2 separate regions of the Triticum aestivum genome follow, and region 2 is linked to region 1. The links are chromatin contacts, called in public Hi-C maps. All regions are on one chromosome and are shown on one strand. Each heading gives the region's core, a stretch centred on a gene start, on an enhancer-like site or on the middle of the called end of the contact. The rest is flanking DNA. Distances are from core to core; before and after follow the strand shown. Region 1 holds the start of LOC123044895 (mediator of RNA polymerase II transcription subunit 14). Region 2 holds the start of LOC123044897 (probable inactive purple acid phosphatase 29).

Evidence for each region. A called contact is a pair of places that touch in the nucleus more often than the background predicts.
Region 2: a contact with region 1 is called in a Hi-C map of leaf, with 4 times the contacts expected there. The contact joins the promoter of LOC123044897 here to the promoter of LOC123044895 in region 1. A contact is called at or near these places in 3 of 5 Hi-C or Micro-C datasets (leaf and an unstated tissue).

The regions. Positions count from the first base shown.
Region 1 is chr2B:344,527,363-344,534,572 of IWGSC CS RefSeq v2.1, reverse strand. It overlaps LOC123044895 (mediator of RNA polymerase II transcription subunit 14), which reads left to right and starts at 4,009. Exons shown (of 9, transcript XM_044467779.1): 1 at 4,009-4,682. The coding sequence starts at 4,449.
Region 2 is chr2B:344,721,275-344,728,484 of IWGSC CS RefSeq v2.1, reverse strand. LOC123044897 (probable inactive purple acid phosphatase 29) reads right to left here and starts at 4,543. Exons shown (of 2, transcript XM_044467781.1): 1 at 3,790-4,543; 2 at 2,412-3,249. The coding sequence starts at 3,928. The coding sequence ends at 3,143.

The sequences.
Region 1 (7,210 bases), core at 2,760-5,259:
GTCAACCGACGCCAAGCATGCATTGACTGCCACATGTGCCCAGCTCGCTCGAATATGCATGCACGCAGGGGTCTTTTTGCAAAACTGCCAGTTATTTAAAACTGCCCAGTTTTTTGCAGCTCGCCCCAGCACCCCACAGAGGCTGTGCCTGCATCCCGCGGTCGCACCTCTCTCGTGGCGCAGACAGGAGTAGTAAGCTAGCCATGGGAGCAGCAACAGCCAGCAGCTAGCCGCCGGTCACCGCCTCAATTCGCGTCGTCTCAATGGGGATCCTCTGCGGTGCACCTGGGGCACACCATCACCGGTCTCCCTGCTCGCCTTAGCACCCCACGGAGGCTGCACGCCTGCATCTCGCGGCTGCAACTCCGACACCTACGCCTCGCCGTCCGTCGAACTCCATGTCGCTCGGCACGAACACACGCCGCACCATCTGGTCCTTGGCCAGCGCGCCCACCACCGCCATGTTCAGGATCTTGTTGAACACCGCCTGCAGGTTGGCGGCGCGCTGCGGGGTCACGGCTACCGGCGGGCTGGTGGAGGTGGGGCTGCGGTGCGCGGCGGAGGAGAAGTGCGAGTAGCCAGACATGGCGTGCGTGGCACGGCGGAGGAAGGGGACGAGCAGGACCGCGGACGGCGAGACGTGGGCGTGCGCGACGTCCGCGTGGGCGTGCACATACTTCATACGCCAGTGATTCGGGGGCAGCACGGCTTGGCTTCATTCCTTCGGTGCGGAGGCTCACGAGAGCGAGGTGGAGTTTGAGGACAAGCGAACATGGCGAGGAGTGGCCGACGACCAAGTGGACGGCGAGCGGCGACGGCGACCTTGTGGCCCTCGATCGGGCCCTTCCCCTGGGAGCAGCCGGCTGCGCCTCGCCAAGACTATGCTAAGCAGCGGCCACACGCGTCGGCGGGCACGGGTAGTCGTCAACCGGGTGGAGGTCATGGTGGTGCTGGGCACGCGCCTGGACATGGTGCAGAAGGAGTCCAGCGACACGGTCGAGACGGTGGTGCATGAGTCAGCAGACAGTGGAGCTGGGGACTGTGGCGTGGGTCATGGGTCGGCGTGCGGATGGGTCATGGAGGTTGCCGACGTGCTGATGATGCAGTTCACGCTGTCGTCGCGGCGACAGAGAGCTCCTACAGGCCGAGGCCACCCACGCCATGTCCGGCCACTCGCCCTCCTCGTCCGCCGCACACCACAGGTGGGCGCCGACGTCGACCACGACGGCTTCTTGTGCCTCCTCTTCAGCAGCGGCGGCTTCTTGTGCCTCCTCTTCAGCAGCGGCAGCCCCAACTCCACTTTCCTGCTCGAGGCCGCCGACAGGGGCAGTTCGCCGTGCTGCTCTCCTCCGGCGGCTGTGACATGGCCATCGCCGCGCACACCCAGGACATCGGGGAGGTTGAGGAGGAGGCGGTGGTCGTTGTTATTGTGGTGCGGGGTCCCGAGGAAGCCATGGCCGCGGAGGAGGCGGAGGATGCCGTGCCGGTGCCGCTGGTGGTGGTGGTGGAGGAAGGGGATCGGCGGCGAGAGGGAGCGGTTGACTAGAGCATTATTAATAACCGGCAGTTTCACAAAAAGACCCCTGCGTGCATGCGTATTAGAGCGAGCTGGGCACATGTGGCAGTCAATGCATGCTTGCCACCGGTTGCCTAGAGACAGCTCAGCACATACATACACAAAACCGTATAATGGACCGTACATGACCCCTAGAGCAAGTTTGGTGACTGTGAGCATGATTGGTCTACTACCAATATTTGGCTAGCCAAATGTTGGCATTGCCAAATATTGGCAATACCAAAACTTGCCAAATGTTGGCAACTTTATGTGAGATAGGCAAGACAACTTGGTACCCAACCAATGAGATGCTCTGTATTTCGGGTATTTGTAACGGAAGAAAATCTTGTACGACCGGGTCGTACGCACACGAACGTGAGACCACCCCGAGTGCTTGACATCTGGCGATCCCAACATCCAGCCCAACGTGAGTTGCAGATAAAAAAAAGCCCAACACATGCTCAATTAAAAAGCCAACGCACGCTCAATTAGCTGGTTCGTTTCCTTTACGCCGTCCTCTCAGCTGCTGATGATTCATCTTCCAAAAGAAACGAATATACGTCAGATCTGTTTTCATCCTGTTAGCAACGAGGCGGCAAGATGGCTACGGCCCCAGACGACGGCATCGCAGCACACGGCCAAGGAACATACATGGCATCGTCTCCTCCAAAACCATGTGCACCCGCGGCTCCTCCAGTGAGGTTAAGTCCAGTTCACCAATCTTGATTAATTCAGTTCGGTTCAGACTGAAAAAACATGTGACAACAAGCACATTCCTTCCTTTCCTGAAGCCTGTCTTGATTAATTCTATTGTTTACCCTTGCAGCAATTGCCAGTGATTGAGACTAATGGCCAGCCGAGGGCGAGCAGCACACTAATGAATGATCATGACTTACAAGATGCAGATAAGGCTCCAAGTGTTGGGATATGTTTTCAGTCTAAGGAAGAGGCGTACCAATTTTACAATTCTTATGCTCAAACCAAGGGATTCAACATTAGAAAGTGCCACTTGAAGTTTAGGGCAGCTAAGTCTTTAAGTTCCAGATATTTTGTTTGTAGCAAGGCGGGTGTGAAGAGTGCTAATCCAACACATGTGGCCAAGAAAGAACGAGCTATTTCGACAAATAAGTTTCAAATGCCATTTGCTCCGTTTATTGCTGTTAATCATCACAAGCAGACTATTCTTTTTAGTGCATCACTACTATCTAATAAATCTGTAGATACCTTTGAGTGGGTTTTTAGAACCTTTCTACAAGCTATGTCTGCTAAGCAGCCTGAAACAAATATTCAGCCGCTCGTCAACTAGATTTCAACGATGGTGCTAGTACATCAAGGTTTTCAGCCGTGGCGAGCCCGATCGTGCATTGATGCATAATGTCTTGTCGGTTCCTCAATGCTAGTTAGCTGGGCATGTCAGCTATATGGTTGTGTATTTGGTTTAGCATAAACTGGAGCTATCCTTTTATTTTGCTGCTATGTGTGTGTCACCTGACAATGCTGAACATCTGTTACCAAACATATATTCTGTTAAACTGAAGCTACCATTTTCTTCTACTGCTATGTGCTAGTGTTTCACCTGAAGCTATCATTTTCTCTGCTGCTATGTGTGTATTTCACCTGGCAAATGGTGCTATTTACTTGCTGCAATACAAAACTGAAGCTATCATTTTCCTCTGTAGCAAACCATGAATGTTGGTTCATGCCAAACAGTTGACACCGTATCAGATTATGAGGGCAAATGCAAATGCATCTTTACATTTATCGAAGAGTTGACAGCAGAATATGAAAACGTCACACCGCACTTATGCCAAGAATGGACACCAACATATACATTGCAGATCTTGTTTACATCATATGCCACATCTTGTATTGGAATAAAATTCAGAAGAAAAATAAACAAGAGCAGCCATTGTTCAGATTTTATAGCTCAAATCACACACACAAAAAATCAACATGAACTTGTTCTGCTCAGTACGTCGGTCGCGCCGCGAGGGTGGTTGAGGAGAACGGCGGCTGGCATCGCGGAGCACGCCGGCGAGCAGCTTCTACGGTGCCGCGGCCTGGGTCGCCAACGAACGCGGGGAATGGAGTACGCCGAGCGTCAAGGAGCACACCGGCGGCGATGTGGCGAGCAGCCGGAATGGATCTCATCGGCGGCGATGTGGTGAGCAGCCGAAGCAGAGCACACCGGCGACAGGAGTTGGCGGCATTGGAGAGGTTGGGCGTCGATCTGGGCTCCAGTTTGGATAAGGTGATGCTGCGTGCTTTGAGATTTGTATTGCCGGAGGTCAAGCGCTCGGGGTGGTCTCACGTTTGCATGCGTATGACCCGGTTGTATCAGATTTTCTTCCGTTTGTAACCACAGGGACTAAAGCTCGCGCTAGCGTAAGTAATAGGACCCGTAGCGAATTTTTCTCTACCCACAGCAACCTAAACCTATCCACTGGACCAAACACACCCGCTATTTCAGTCCTGGGCGCGCCGAACGGCCGGAGATGCTCTGACGCACCAGCTCGCCCATCTTCTTCCTGCCGTTCCCTCGAGAAAAAGAACCTCCTGCCGGCCGCCGCCTCGCGATCCCAGCTCCATTCCCACAAACTTTTCGAACTTCCCCTCTCGGTCCAAGCTGAACTCTACCGGCTGCGGCTCCCGACCTCTCACAGGATCCCCAATTTGAAGCCGCTGGTGGCACTGCGGGGGCGTAACTCTATAGCCGAGGCAGCGGCCGCCCAGCCGCCCAGCCGCTCCGTGTACGCGGACCTTCTACAATCTCCTGGAAACCCTACAGGGAGAGCAGCTGCGGTGGCTATGGCGCGGCTCAGTCACCTGTAGGTCCCTACCCCGAGACGTGCGTGAAACCCTAGACTCTTCACTCACTCTCGGGTGGTGGTAGATGGCGGGGGAGTTGGGTCAGCAGACAGTGGAGCTGGGGACTGTGGCGCGGCAGGCGGCGGAGGAGTCCTACCTGGCGCTGCGGGAGCTCGTGGAGAAGTCGCGGGCGGGCGCCGAGGGGGAGGCAGCGCAGCAGAGGTCGGATACTGAGAAGAAGATCGACCTGCTCAAATTCATCGACCGCACCCGCCAGCGCATGCTCCGGCTCCATGTCCTCGCCAAGTGGTGCCAGCAGGTCCGCAGCTGTCAATTGTTTCCTTCCTTGAATAAGGAGTTTCAACTTTCATTGTTCAATTAGAACTGCAACTTGTGTCCTCAAGTAAAAATGTTTTTATAGGATCAGGCCTTTGATTGCTCTGAAGGCTGCCTTAGTTGAATAGAGTGACGGGAAAGCAGATTTGGATTATGTTGCAATCAAGGACAGAAGTGTTTACTGTAATAGGAAATCATTGTTCAACTCTTTGTTGGGACTATAAGAACTTTAGGTATCCTTGTATAAAATCCATAATAGTATAATCTTGGGGATGGCTACGATTGCGTCGAAGGGAGTGTACATCAAAATCTATTTAGTCTACATTCCACTACTATAGCTCTGACCAGACCGTGCTGCAAAACCCACATATATTCGAAGGAGATCTTTTCCTTTATGATATTGCTCTTCCGTTCCAAAATAATAGAAGTTCTAGGATTGTCCTAAGTCAACCATTTTTAAGTTTGATCAAGTCTATAGAAAAATATGCTAAGATCTACAATATCTCAAATATATATAATATGAAAATACATTTCATAATGAATCTAATGAAGAAAAATTGGTGTTGTAGATGTTAATTTATATAGATTGGTCAAACTTAATGAAGTTTGACTTAGGATAAATCTAGAATTTCAATTATTTTGGAACGGAGGGAGTATAACTTTCAAGCACTGAAGAATCAGCGAATGCTGAGAACACCCACTGTGGTAAGTATAATTTTGCTAAAATTGTGGAGACTGTTAGTCGGCATTGAACGTTCAGTTAGGACTCACAATCCTAATCAGAATCCACAGGAGAATCCGTTTTGAAGCACCTTAGATGCTATAGAATAGCAGGTGTATGACTTGTGGTCAATCCGCCTTGCTGGTCAGGCCATGGTTTACACTGTCAGTTCGCATCAACAAAACTGGAATTTATGTCAAGCATATGAGTATATGTATTCTGCTATTGAGCAGTATTACATATGACAATTCTCAAGCAAGTAGACTTGTCTTTTTTGAACGGTAACACTTTCAACAAATCTGGCAAACCAGTCTATGAACCGACACCTAAAGCTACAAAATGCTTGAAAGTTTCCACAGCCTTGAGCTAAATTCATGTTGAATCCTTCCATTTCACTGAGACATTTTCAACACAAAACAATTCTCCTTAGATTTGTTTGATGGAAATATTAGCCAGTTATGTTTGGTTGTCATTAATCACCCTAACATAATTTAGGGCTCCGGATGCTTTGACTTCAATTTGGTCAGGCTATCAGTTCAGTTTGAAGGTCGCAAAGTATTGGAAAGAGTATATTTTTAGCCCTTCTATTGCCGAAGTCTACGCTTGGTCCCTCTACTCTACTAGAGAACAATCTTGGTCCCTCAAGTGTGATCCCTCCCTTGCTCCGTAGTAACCCATTTAGAACAGAAAATTGAAAACAATCATGAAAAGTGGGATGTCATGTGGGCCGAACATACAGGCTCAAGGGCCATGCTGGGCCAGGACTGCCCTAGTTCGTGTAGTCTAGTGCTTGCTGAGTCCATCTAGAGTTAGAGTAGGAGTCCGGTTCCTAAGTTGGGAAGGTTTAGTCCCAAAGAAGGCCACCTTGCTGGCTGGATCCAATTCTAGTTGGAGTCCAAGTCCAAGCCCTCACATGAGCAAGAAAGCAAGCAGAAAAGTTAATCTATTTTCTCACCTCTTGCTCCTGTGTCGTTTGATGGTGTCTCGGATAAGGGGACTCACTATGTCGACTCCCGGTCTGGTGGGCCAGGCTGAGTATCCCTTGGCGAGATACATGAAGACTCTGGAAGCCTTGATGTTCAAGACAAGGACTTCGTATCCGTGGAGGACTCTCCTCTCCACCGACGTAGCCGACTAGGGCTCTTGTAATCCTAGGACCCAAGTATCTTATATAAGCCGGGGCCGGGTTAGTCAATAGAACACAAGTTAAGACAAGTTACAATCTCGTGGTAGTTTACCTGTACCTTGTACACACTCCAACGCAATAAACACGAGCAGGACATAGGGTATTATCTCCTCGGAGAGGCCGAACATGATGGGTAAAATCCCCGTGTCTCTGTTACCCTCGTTCGAAGACATCTAGCTTAGGATCCCCTACCTCGAGATCTGCCGGTTTAAGTTCCGTCACTGTGCGTCCCTCTCACCCTTGCTACCGCCATGGGTCGGCGGGACTATCGTCCTTGGCCACTAGTATCTCACTACTACCCCTATGCTCCACGTCCCAGCCTGCTGATTCCCAAGCATGTGACAATTTGGTATCAGATTCATCTACGATCCCGATGATCTCGACTACAACTATGAGTCAGCCTCCGGCGCCATCGCCGCCGCCACCACCACCCAACACCCTTGAAGACATCATCGCCAAGCAATGCGAAGACCACGAAGGTGTGGTTGCCACCCTCCATAGCCTCACCAGCGACTTCCAATCCTCTTTATTCTTTTTAATTTTCTTCCTTTTTTCTCAGTGTCTTCTATATCTTCATCGTAAAGACTGTTTCTAGGGTATTTTC
Region 2 (7,210 bases), core at 3,294-5,793, 190 kb before region 1:
TCCTCCTCATCCGACGAGCTGTCAGATGACTCAACAAATTGCTCGTATATGTACTCCAACTCGCAATCCATTGCTAGAAAGAAGAAGGAAAAACTGTTTTTAGCTCCGGCGATTCATTGAACTGTTGCCGGGCACGGTGAATATAGTAGTAGCATATGGTATCTGGCGGGGCGGTCGGGGGACAGGGGTTGAACGACAACGGCGAAGAAGCGGGGTGGAGCCTTGCTAGAGCGCCAGAGGTCACAGAGACGTAAAATTCCGGCAAGGGTGTGGCGTGGCGGCCAGGGTGGTGGAGCGGCGGCGAAGGTAAGAGAGAAAGAAGGAAGAAGAGAAATAGGGAGGATGGAGGCACGGGGTCCGGGAAGGGTTTTAGGTGGGCTGAGGGTGTCGGAGTCCTATGCGTCTGTTGTCCGGACTATCGAAAAGCTCTCCCACTTTGTCTCAGTTTGCCGGAAAAAGTACGTCCGGACCGCATTGAGACCGATATGCCCGCGTTGGATGGCTTCCGTGGTCCGGACAGCACGATCCGAACGGATGCAGGCGATTTGCGGGTCCACCTTGAAAATGCCCTAATGCCTATCTAGCATTGTATTTCAGTGTTGTTGGCTTCTTTGTCTTTCTTCTATAAAACTAGTTGACCCGTACGCCAAATGGCGCGAAGACCCATTAAACCCATGTTCACGATGAAAATAATTTTCTTTAGTAAGGACAAACGATGTATACACCCATTGTAGTTTGGTAGTCGAAAGTTATATATAAAATTAAACCTATGCTTAGTTGGTTTAGTTGTGGCCCTTGAATCCACATGTGTTTTGGAAAGAAAACATGGTTTAATTGATTTCGTTGTGGGCAAGCAGGTCCTACACATTTTAATTTGGTAGTACACAATCTCAATGAAGACCACATCGACCTGAAAATATGTGTATTTTCAAGTAATTTCCTGTTGCGCCATTATAGATGAATTTTTTTAACACAGTACAAACGCAAGCGCTCATATATACGCACATACACTTACCCCTATGAACGCACACACTCACACTCTACCCCATGAGCACCTCCAAAAGAACCGGCATATCATCTTGAAATTTACAAAGTCATCGTAGCCACCTCGTCGTCGATGGGAACGTCTCCTCTCACTGAATGCGCATCGCCAGAAATCCTAAAATAAATGCGAGCACCAGGACTTAAATTCTGATGGGTTAGGGATACAATAGTCCCTCTAACCATCCAACCACATGTTGGTCTGCATTAGAGATGGATTTTAGTTAGTTGTGGGCAAGCAGGTACGTAAACATTTTAATTTGGTAGTATAGAATCCCATTGAAGACCACGTCGCGTTGAGAGTAATCTCTTGTTGCGCCATCAGAGACCCACTGAACACCATTTGTGCTTTCGAAAAAAATCCACTGTCAATAGCACTATTTGTCTACTACATGCTTCATAGAAGTGTTTTGATTGTTCATAACTTTTATATGATTGTTGTCCTCTCATAATCTGATAAAACATATATGTTCCGTCGACCACCCACATGAAAAGGAAAGTAAAATACTTCTGTTACTTTGAAAATGACCTCAGGCTCAACTCACATATGTCATTAGATAAGCTCATCGAGACTGAATTCCCTGACCGACCATTGATACATCATCCCCACACTTCTGGTTCTGTTCTTTGTAACATGGACTATTTACATGTGGCACACACTGTTGGCGCTTTTCAAAGAAGTTAGCATGTGAAAAGTAGCAGAACCAGTACAGTAGAAAAGGCCATAGTTACTGAACTGGTCGTGCATGGCCGTGCATGTACATACTCTCTCCGTTCCCAAATACTTGTCTTTCTAGGCATTTCAAATGGACTCAACATACGGATGTATGTAGACATATTTTAAAGTGTAGATTCACTCATTTTGCGCCGTATGTAGTCACTTGTTAAAATCTCTAGAAAGACAAGTATTTAGGAATGGAGGGAGTAGTACATAAGCTGAATGTTCAACGCCACAGAAACCCCAAATGTTTTCTATTCTTCAGCCTCTAATGCGCCCTGATAGAAGGCTTTATCAAGATAGAGACTACACCCGAGAACTACTGCCACAACCTCATCCATAAATGAGATCTATCGAGCATTTTCTGCAATAAATTAAGTAAAGTTTACCAAGAATCCCAACCCATATGTCTCTCCCCTCTCCTGCAACTCACACAACAAGTATAACAATCAGTATATATGGACACAGCTGCATGAGAGCACATCAAGGAATAACAGAAAAACACATCAATCAGGATGCTTGTTCAGTATACACACTTCCGCAAACATTATCTTCTCCTTTTCATATTTGATTTCTAGCACATAATAAACACCGTCATCCATATTTCAAAGTCTTGGTTGTTAATTTTGCATCATGTGTGTGGCAATCTGGGTTCAGCAAAAGCTCTGAATCTTTTCCTGATAATCTTAGTGTTATAACATAGTCTTCTCTGCCAAAGTTATAAGCTAATGATAATATGCTACATAAATAAAAAAAATAACCAGAGATGAGATGAACCACAAAATTGAGCTTGTAGTACAAATACCAACTACAAACACCTTATCGCAGCTTATAAGGAAATCATTTTGTCAAGCGTATAGTACAAAAACGAAGTACTCTATAGAAACATATACTCCCTCTGTTCCAAAATAGTTGTCGTTGGGGAACTTCTCCGACCAGGTGAAAACAGGAAAAAGTACCAAACTACCCTCAATTTGAAATTCTTGTCGCCGGGGATCTTCGTCTTCCTCCATCGCTCCTCCCCTCCGCCAGGCTCCACCCCACTGCTGCAGCTCCGGCATCCGCCCGCAGCTCCCTCGCCGGCCGCCTTCCTCCGCTCCAATTGAGAGCCCAAACTCATACGCAACTCCCTCGCCGTCCGCCACAGCCTCCAGCCGCCCGCGACTCCTGGCCTCCGCGCCACCCGTGCTCCTCCCTGCACCGACCAGCAGCAGCGCCGCCCGTGCTCCTCCTCCTGCCTGAGCCTTCCAGCTCCTCGATTCAGGCACTGGAGCTCCGGATCCGGCCAATTGACCTCCGTCCGTGCTCCTCCCCGCACTGACCAACAGCAGCAGCATCGCAGCCTGTGCTCCTCCTCCTGCCTCAGCCTTCCAGCTCCTCGATTCAGGCATTGGAGCTCCGGATCCGGCCAATTGACCTCTGCCCGTGCTCCTTCCCGCACTGACCAACAGCAGCAGCCTGTGCTCCTCCCCGCCCGTGCGCCGCCTGTGCTGCTGTTTGAATTGATCAAAACTGTTAATCGCCAAAGAAATTGATCGCCGGAGTTGTACCACTTCTTCTCGCCACAGACAGAAATTGATCAGATGTGGTGATTGACCAGGACGTCTTCTCTGAAGAAATTGATCAGCCTTGGAAAGATCACCAAGATCGCCCGTGAAACAAGACGACGAAAACAGGACAGTAACCTGAAGATAATCACAAAGGCGGCTACTATTGCATCTTTCCTGTTTGTGTTTTACCTCCATGTGGAGGCAGTCGTGATCAATCAGACCATTTCATCTTCGTCCTGGATGGACAGACCAATCGATTAACTGAAACCCCGGCGGATGAGCAACTACCTAGACCCAATTTCAGTGCAGCTCATGCTTCTGATTTCTTATTTCTTTGGGGATTACTCCACCATTGCATGGCACTTCTGAATTCTTAACTCGAAATCGGAAGAAGTGGCGGCACCAACGAATCACTAGTCAATCGAAGTATTAACAGAATAACAGAGCAGGGAAGAGGAAGGGGGTGGGTGGGGGCCGGACCCGTGAAGATGACGAGGTCGGGGTCCTCGGTGCGGATGACGCGGTAGAGGAAGGCGGTGATGTTGAGGTCGGAGCAGCCGGCGACCTGCTCGGGCATCACGTCCTCGCACGCGGTGCTCCGCCCGTCCGCGTAGTGCATGTCCGCCACCTGCAGCACCTTGAACGTGCCGCCCTCCCGCCGGAACACAGCCCGCCGCCGCCAACCCTGAGGAAGCGGCGGATGACGCCAGCGGTCGGGCCCTTCTCCTCTGCAGCGAGTCGGAGATCCCCGCCACCCTGAGGAAGGTGGAGCAGCCGCGCTTCAGATCCAGCCGCCGTCTCGCCGAGCTCCCCCTCCCGCACCACGATCTCCACCTTGGCCTCCTCCTCCCGCTGCTCCAGCACGGATCGAGTACCGCCGCCCACGGATCGAGCACCGCCGCCACGAATCGAGCACCCCAACTGGTAAAAATGTCACCTTTCACCGACGAGAGGGAGGCGGGCTGCTAGGGTTATGGGTGGTGAGGTGCAAGACTGCGGTGAGGAAGACACCGACGAGAGGGAGAGGGTGGCGACTGGCCGGCGAGCGACTGGCCGACGAGAGGGCGAGCGGTCGGGGTCGGAGACAGCGAGAGCTGTCGGGGAGAGAGAGCGAGTGGTCAGGGAGAGAGTGAGAGCTGCAAGCGGTCGGCGAGAGAGCGAGAGGGAGGGCAAAATGGGAAAGTGAAGAAAAATCGCAACGTGACGATCGGTACACTAGTTTTCCCCAACGACAACTATTTCGGAACAGAGGGAGTAGATAGAAAGGCTCAATGGCAATGGGCATATCTGCAGCAGAGCCGCAACCTCAAGTATAATTGCCATACTTATCTACGTTAAAAAGGATAGAGAGTGACCCATGCATGTGCATTGAGGGATACACTAAAGTTAGTTATGTGCCTAAGCTTGGTTTGTGAAAAAGGCGAAACCAATTATTTATGTGCTTAACACACCAGCAAATCAAATGCAGCCTCCACTACATGTCAATAGTTCCAAGAAAAACAAATATCTAATATGATATTTAATTGTAAGCATACAACAAATAGTTCCACTCATAAATTGGTGTCGTCATTCCTCAAAATAGAATTTTTCAACCTTTCCATCCTTTTTAAATTACAACAAAGAGTATCACCGTTTAAGTTTCTAAGAAAAAAGAGAAGAAAAGTTGTGAACCATGGGTTCAACATGAGATTAGAACTTACAACAGCTACCATGGCGAGGAGCTGAGGATAGGGAAATGTGATAATTTCAAGGAGATAACTTTGTCTAGTTTTATATTCTACTCCCTCCGTCCCGAAATACATGTCATTAAAATGGATAAAAGGGGATGTATCTAGATGTATTTTAGTTTTAGATACATCTCTTTTTATCCATTTTGATGACAAGTATTTTCGGACGGAGGGAGTATAATGTTGAATTTTGAAACTATTATTATGTTGACACTATGACAGCATGTTTACGCCAGGATAAAATCTTGTCAAAATTATTTGTCTAGTTCAAACAGGATATCAAGTTCAATAATATGACAACGATAGTATATCATCTGCAATTATTATGCTACTATATGACATGAAGTGTACACGTTTAACTTGGCAAAACAGAACATACACAGGATCGGCAAAAAAATTCCCAGAGCCTTCCTACTCGTCCTAGGCACCTCCCTGCCTCCCTCTCTCCCCTAATCAGGCTAGTAAAAATGTAGACCCAAGTTGTATATGAATCGTCCTAATCAACAGGAACATGCTTTACATCGTCCCTGTAAGAATTTTATAGCCTGCAAAGCAGCCTGTTCATAGGCCGACAGTGCCCCCGTACCGCCAGTTGCCCAGAAGAACCTCCTATCTGGCGGCAGGGAGACACTGGTTTGGCTCCACCCCAACGAGCACAACCCCATCGTCAATAATCTCACACATGCATGAAAGAGCGGGCAAAAAAAACTGCGCCGCCAGGTTCTCAAAAATTGGGATCACAAAAGACATAGCAAGGCACATCCTAGCATAGGAAGTAGTATAGATGAAATAAGCAGCATAAAAAACCGAAACAAACAACTAAAGCACACACGGAACACCTGGTCAGGTAGCAGAATAAAATAGTAAGTAATATAGAGAAACAAAAAGAAAGAAAACAGAAAACGGAGGCACAAAACACAAACCTTGACAGCAAGTCGGGGAACCGGCGAGCTAACAGATCGGTAAACGACAAAGCAAGTGAAGGCAACGACAACTGGACCTGCAAAACATAAGGAAGCAAGGACCCACATGACGGATAGTGTCAAGCTATCTACCGCGAGGACTACATTTAAGTATTATCATGAAATTAAAATCTGCTATGCCATTACCTACACAGCCTTTGTATATGTTATTGGATTAAGAATATACCACATCTGCAATCTCACTGGTGAGAACCAGTGAAAGATTAAGAAATTATCGAAGCCTATAAGCTTCCATCCTAACTGGCGGGGAGACAAAATGTCAATATCCTCTCACTTAGTTCAGACATGTATAGGATAATGTAGCAGTACATGTGTGTAAACAGAAACCAAGTTCATTATGGGAACTGGAAAGTACCAACAAAATGCCAGTAAAAGGTTTTTAAGTTTTACGTTTAGTAGCACAGGTAGGAAGTAGATCAGTTCTTTTTTCAGTTCAGGGAAATTTAGGACAATGCAGAATTGCCTAATTATTTTATATGCAAGATAGAAGTATTGGCAGATTGTCCTCAAACTATATTCTTTACAGTTATAAGAAAGGTTGTCCAATGCAGAGAAATAGGCATGCTAATTGATAAGTTTGGTAACTAAGCGTAAAAGACGCTCTCACTACAAAAATACAGGCCATAGGACTGAAAATAGAAAAACCAATGATAAAGAAGGAGGTAACCTTGTAGAGTGCCACACCGAAGGGCATTTTCCTAAGTATGTTTGTAAAACACAACTCACGGTTGATGGACTTAACTAAGGTATTTTTAAGCACAACATTTATAAAGGAAATTGACCATATATTTTTTTATGAATGATGCAAGACTTACGGTTTTTTTTTTTGCAAGAATCAACCTTAGCAGGCTGTTGTGTAGAGTTACTGTCAGCGGAAGATGCCACAGCCATGAGAAATTGGCTGTAGATTTCTTCTTGTTGTTTATGTGTAGGCACATATATATTTTCTAACATCATGTAAGAATGACATGTTAATTTTGTAGTTGGAGTGATGAATGTACCTGTAATATTTTTCACTTCGGTGGGCATTACCTGGAACACGCGCGCCAGTTAAGTGCGAAACGGAAAAAAAAATGCAGGCCTCGGTGAGCCGGCCCAGCGCTTCAGCAATAGTATAACAAAGCGAACGCCTGTAATCAAAGGCGAACTGCAATGTGGCGTGGTGGTTAGCGCGTGGCGCCTGTGGGCTGC